Linked DNA regions of Zea mays: region 2 is linked to region 1. A link is a contact called in public Hi-C data. All regions are on one chromosome and are shown on one strand. Each heading gives the region's core, a stretch centred on a gene start, on an enhancer-like site or on the middle of the called end of the contact. The rest is flanking DNA. Distances are from core to core; before and after follow the strand shown.

Region 1 (3,092 bases), core at 436-2,935:
TCCATGAAACGGTACCTACTCGACGACTTAAAAAACATCAAAACCATGAGATCGAACGGCGCCTACTAAATCAGACATCTAGAACCCACTAGATATTTAAGGATGCACAAAAAGAACAATATACCTATTACAAAGTTACATAGAAAACACTAATTAAACAAGCAAGAGCCACTATAAGCCATACCAACCAAGCATTCAGTATTAGTTAGCTAAATCATACCCTGCTTTTTCTTAGGATTTTCTTTAAACAAAAAAATGCTCATACTAATTACAAGCAAAAAAGGTTTCCGCACCAAAATGTAGGTTCAATGCAGATAGGCCTATGGCCTGGTCGAGCCAGCGGGGGTTCGAACCCCCATCCCGCACCCCTGGCATTCTATGAAGGTTGCGCCGTGTGTACCATCATTATTAGAAAAACATTATATATATAATCGCTCGCTCATGGCCTAATCCTCCACTGGACCTAGTAGAAATTGTGTATCGATCACTCATTTTTTTCTCGAAAGCGCAGGAGAACTGCGTATCGTTATATTAAAAAGGAAAAAGAAGGGCCTTAGAGGGCCTTTACTAGCACAGTAATACAACGATGACCTTTGGGTTTGTTTCGGATCGCAATGCCTACCACGTTTACAAGACAGGAAGAAGCTGTAAAATATGAGTATATAACAGAACAAACAGAAGGAAACAAAAACAAAGAACTGATTGATTAACAAAAAAAATACTTCCTTAGCTACTTTAAACAAAGAATAGATATAAAAATTGTGGGCAAGGACACGTTTAGCCAGAATAAGTGTTACGAAAATGTGTGTTGCGTGGGATTTATGGCCATACAAAGGGTTGAGTCCGAAATGATGATATACGTAATAGGCTAGGTATGACATAAATTGAAGAAAAAACTTGTTCAACATTGGTTGATATAGTTCGGACATGTCCAACGGAGACCTTCATAAGCACCAATGTGTAATGGGATCCTAAGGCACGATAGCAATGGGAATAGAGAGAGAAAGACCGAAGTTTTTGACATGGGAAGAGACATTAAAAGAAGACTTGGAATGTGGAAAACAGTTATCACATACCGCCCGGTTGGGTTTTTAATTCGAGCCTTCCCCAATTTATTTGGGAAAAGGCTTTGTTGTTGTCGTCGTTGTTAGGTAAGGACAACTAAAACAAGCTTCACTTTCGATGTATTCTTATGATCAAAGAACTAGCTCCGACAGATGAATCGGAGATAGAGACTGAGAATTAAGGTAGACCTTCTTTGCACTTGACGAGAGGTACCTACCAGCAATCACATCCCAGATCACAAGCAATTGAAACAGCACTTTTGACTCAGGTCCAAACCTTTGGAAATAAGCACTAATCATACACAAACCTTCCCCTAGGCCCGTACAGTACTCACATCCGTCGCAATCGACGCAGCCACAGGCTCTCCCTCTCCACTTGCTGCCGCCGTGGGGAAACCACGGCGCACAAAAGGTCGCAACGGCGGTTGTGACGGACCGCAGCACGCTGGGGCTTCATGCGGACGGTGAGGCGTTCCCCGGCACCCGATAAACGCCTTCGAAGAACTTTGGGGAAGTACTGAAACTGGAAGAGGGGATAAAAAGCTCACCTTTTGTCTTCACGGCAGGCGTTGGAAGGGGCGGTGGCGCAGGGTAGACACGGCGGCCGGCACGGGACAAGAAAATTCGCCGCAGAAGCGAGAGGAGAGAAAGAAAGGTTGGTGTACTCGTTTCGAGTCTTCGTTGTTTCTCTTTCCTAGGAGATTCTCACTTCTCACTCGCGTGGGCATAAGCTTGAGGGCATGTTTGCTTCGCGTCTAAGATTAGTTAGGTTTTAAAGTTAGATATATAATTTATAGTCATAATTTTAAAATTTAAAAACAAGACGACATACGTTAGTAGACTAAGAGTTTCTCCTTCAACTTTCATTCAAAGGTTGGTTAAAAGAAGAAAATAAAAGATGTGATGGTAAAATAATGAAGGTAGCATGTAAATTAAGAAGAATAAATATATCACTCGTCTGTGTATGCACACTTGCATTTATTTCATTCCTTTGTAATGTAACATTCGATTACAATTATACATTCGACCTTACGCAATTGATATCTTGAAGGTTATTTCGGAGGCTAAGTTGGACAATTTCCGAAGTCTTGAAGGCTTCGTTAGTACCAAAATCCAAGAGCAGCTTGAAGGCTGCAGGGGAAGGGCATAAAGGTCCGAGCTATCTCGACATGTGTCGGTCTATTTTGAAGAAGGATTTGAAGAATTGAAGAAGATGAAGGAGCTTGGTTACTTCGGCGACAAGGTTAAAGTGCGGCTTGCTGGTGACGAGGCAACCCCGAAGACGAAGAGCAAGGAGGTTGTAGTTTTTAGAAACTTCTTCTGAGCCAGCCTTCGGCTGTCGATGTTGGATGATAGCGAAGGTTTTACAGAAGTATCAGATTTCGTATTTAACATCTGAAAAATATCCTGAAGGCTCCAAAAAATCTAGAAAAATTCCTAGATATGATTTCGCACCCAATGAACTTAAAATACATATTTAGATCTTTGGAAAATGTTTTTAAGTACCTCAAATAAATAGATTTTGGTTTTTGAAAAATATAAAAATATTCCAAAAAATATGAAAAATTTATCGAAAGCTTCCACATGGTATATTAACATATTTCAAACGCCTTTTGCACTTAGAAACACTATGCAACGACATGAATGTAACAACCAAAGCACCTCTAGGGCTCACTTTACTAGGCTTACGCCAATATATAACAAAATAATTCTCCATTATTTTAGAAAAAAGAAAAGAAAAGCAAGTAAAAGAGAGGGTAACACCTGAATTTGGTGTATATTAGAAAAGAAATTTTATACCCTCAAATTCAGGGTGTTAGAATTGTGTTCATCGCAAGCAAGAATGAAGATGATCACCCTAAACCCTTGAATTAGTCCTTTCTTGTAGAATTGTTCTCAATCAAATAGAAAGCGTGACACATGAATTAGTCCTCCTCCAGTACCTGTCGGCAGTTCGGAGTCTTGAGAAGGAGTTTCGTGGTTTCACACTACCATATCTACAGGGGCAAGAATGATGAGGCTGACGCA
Region 2 (3,092 bases), core at 275-2,774, 180 kb after region 1:
AACTTCTAAATGAGTTGAACTGCCAAAAATTAGGTTGTCCAATTGTATGTACAGTGCCATAAAAAATGCAAGGAATGAGCAGCAGAAACACCTGGGCTAAAACAACGTCAGCAGGGCGGAGTAACCAACCAGATCGCATATTTGGCACAAAATCTTCAACCCACGTAACGAATCAGTTCCATCAGCACAGTCGTCCATCAGCCCAGCCACGATTGACGTGCTCCGTGGTAGAAGATTTCACATGATGACATGATGAATAGTAGAATCACTGCGATTTTGCAACCCTCCACAAGTCCAACAATTGCAATGGCTTAACTAACAAACATGCCAAAAGCTTACAAGGACCAAATATCCCAATTGACATGATAAATACAAATGAAATGCCACGACATAATCAGATTGGAGTTGTTGAAAATAAAATATACAACGAAATAAAGACGCAGCGCCATCTTAAGTGCGACATAAAATTTCACTTAGGACATCAGTAACGCTTGTTTCACTGAGTTCATGGGAGTCTGAAATTGTTGAACTATTAAATTCAACACAGCTGGGCAAAGTGGACGTCGAATGTCATTATTCATGGGGGTTTAACGGTTTCTTTGAATGTGCAGAGAGAGAACATAAGGATACAAGTGTGGCGTCAGAGATGAGAAAAGAAACTTAATTGTTACAGTAAATTAACGATTGTACCTTAAGAATCTCGTTGTAGCTCCATGTTTGTTTTTGTTGTAGATCTCCGTGTTAGATGCAGAAATCCGAAGCGTGTAGGTGAGCTGAGATCGCAAACCACGCAAAGACCAATGCACATAGGGACACGGAACACCACGAGGGAGGAGAACCCGGGGCCAAAAAACAATCCCCCGTGCGATCTCCACCCCCAGGACACAAAAATATCTTCTTTTATTACCGTGGCCTGCCATGCGAGCGCACCCACCATGGCAAAGGCCTCTATAGCATGTCACGTCTTATACATGTTGCACCTTACCTCGCCTCTTCAAGTCGGCGCATCTCTTAGATCTAATAATTATCGAAATTCATCCAATAATTATCAGCGCAGCAGATTCATCATCCCGAGTGGAGCAGGGCAGAGAAGATCCCGATCCCACCGCCGACTTCAGCCATCATCGCTTCAGACGCGCTCCGAAAGGAACCCTAATAGCCTTGCGATTTCGCTAGCTCTAGAACCTGAAGCAAAACAACGCGGCAGATCAGCCCAACACAACAACAAAATCTTGCGGTCAGAGACTAACCGGTGCCGATCCAACTCGTCATACACGCGGATTTGTTGTACCTCCCGTGCTCAGATCCACAGCCTCCCAGCTCGATTCAAGCCGTAAGACGAAGAATCCGGCATTCAGATCTAAGCCTGCGCAACATGAAGCAAACTGATTTGTCGCTAAATCGAAACAAAGTAGCTCACCGAGGGCGCGCGAGGTAACGAGTCAAGGAGCCCGGCAATCCTGGATCTGGAGGGGAGAAGGTTGCGTGGAGGAGGGGAACGCCTCGAACAACATCTTGTTGGTTTAACGAATAATAATTGGCGGAAGCAAAGGTATTTATGGTCCCGTTGGCCGAAGCGGACAGCGGAGATGAGGCGGTTCGGTTTGGACGGCTGGGATGGAGATAACGTGTCGTGATATCATTGGCTGTAAACTGGGTCAGACCGTGTTGTTAGCCTACTAAGCGGAATTAGCGTCATGGCATGCGTCATGGTTAGTTTTGGATCCTTTGTGGGCGGAAGAGAAGAGAGGACGTTTGTGGCATAATTAGCTGGTTCGCATCCTCCGTGAAATTTTTTACTTTAACCATGGCAAAAGGTTATGTAGTCTGTGGTAAGCAAAACTGTTGGATAACAATAACATGATATCACTCTATATATATCTATTTTGTCTATACAAAAAGGTCGCTTTGTACCCTGTACAATATACCATATAATGTATCTATTTTTTCTAGTTTTTTTTTCTTCATCATATTAGGAGAGTTTTTCCATATTAAACTTTATGTCTCCTTTTTCTCACCTATGATTCTAACCATTGGTATCCAAAGCTAAGGTTAAACACACAAAAAATTTTATTCACCGAAGCCGCTGCTCGCCACCGGTTCTGGGCCCCAATAGATCTCCACAGCGGAAGACACCGCTGTCAGTTCATCCTCTCGTCGTTGCTTCATCCATCTCCATTTTAGCTTATGCTTTATCTGTAACATCCTGAATTAGAAGGTATAATTTTTTCGATATCCACCAAATTCAGGTGTTATTTTAAATATACGTGTGTTGTCTCTTGCTGAAGCACAGTTTTTTGGTTTGCCAAAATGGTCTCGTGGTATTTTGGTTTGGAAAAAGGAAAATACTAATGAATTTGGATTAAAACGACAAGATCTAATATATATATATATAGAGAAAGAAAACAAATTATTTTTACCTATAGATGGCCAATAAGCGTGAGGCCCGCGAGCCCGGCACGAAGCCCGCTGTTTGGGCCTAGTCCGAGCCCGGCACGGCCCGGTTTTATACGGGCCCGGACCGGCCCGGCACGAATAAGCGGGCTCGGCTCGGACAGGAAACTAGGCACGGTCCGTTTACCTCTAAGCCCGTTAAGCTCATTTTTTTTGCACTAAAATGTGCCTACCGGTCCGCTTAGACCATTTTTCGACCCGCTTTTTTTACTAAACGGGTCGGACCGGGCTCGGATAGGAAATCGAGCCCACAGACTTAGACGACCCGACCCGGTTTTCTAACTGTGTCTGATGGGTCGGGCCTAAAATGGGCCGAGCTTTACCGGCCCGGGCCGAGCGACCCGTTTTGCCATCTCTATTCTTACCCCATCAGACTGCCTCTGCCCACGCGCGCCTAGCCTGCCGCGCTGCAATCATCTTCACCATCTCTGAAATCTCCTCTCTCGCTCTCCCCAGTTGCGGCCTGTGCCGTCATCTCTGAAACCGTCACCACAATCTGCTCGAGTGCGTGCGTGCATAAAGGAAAACCTCCTCCTCCCTTCCCTCAACCTTGCTGCGCACCCTCGTCACCCCCATGTCGTGCTCGCCGTCATCCGTAAGAATGTCCGGTGTCCGGGCCACGTCGCGAGGTAATAATG

Evidence for each region. Hi-C and Micro-C count contacts between places; a contact is called where the count stands out from the background.
Region 2: a contact with region 1 is called in a Hi-C map of ear, with 1.5 times the contacts expected there. The contact joins the promoter of LOC111255646 here to the promoter of LOC100273920 in region 1. A contact is called at or near these places in 2 of 25 Hi-C or Micro-C datasets (ear and tassel).

The regions. Positions count from the first base shown.
Region 1 is chr8:626,990-630,081 of Zm-B73-REFERENCE-NAM-5.0, forward strand. LOC100273920 (putative protein kinase superfamily protein) reads right to left here and starts at 1,686. Exons shown (of 9, transcript NM_001148312.1): 1 at 1,613-1,686. LOC109941442 (a long non-coding RNA gene) reads left to right here and starts at 1,180. Exons shown (of 2, transcript XR_002264077.2): 1 at 1,180-1,719; 2 at 2,116-2,458.
Region 2 is chr8:809,855-812,946 of Zm-B73-REFERENCE-NAM-5.0, forward strand. LOC111255646 reads right to left here and starts at 1,525. Exons shown (of 1, transcript NM_001356980.1): 1 at 1-1,525. The coding sequence starts at 937. The coding sequence ends at 692.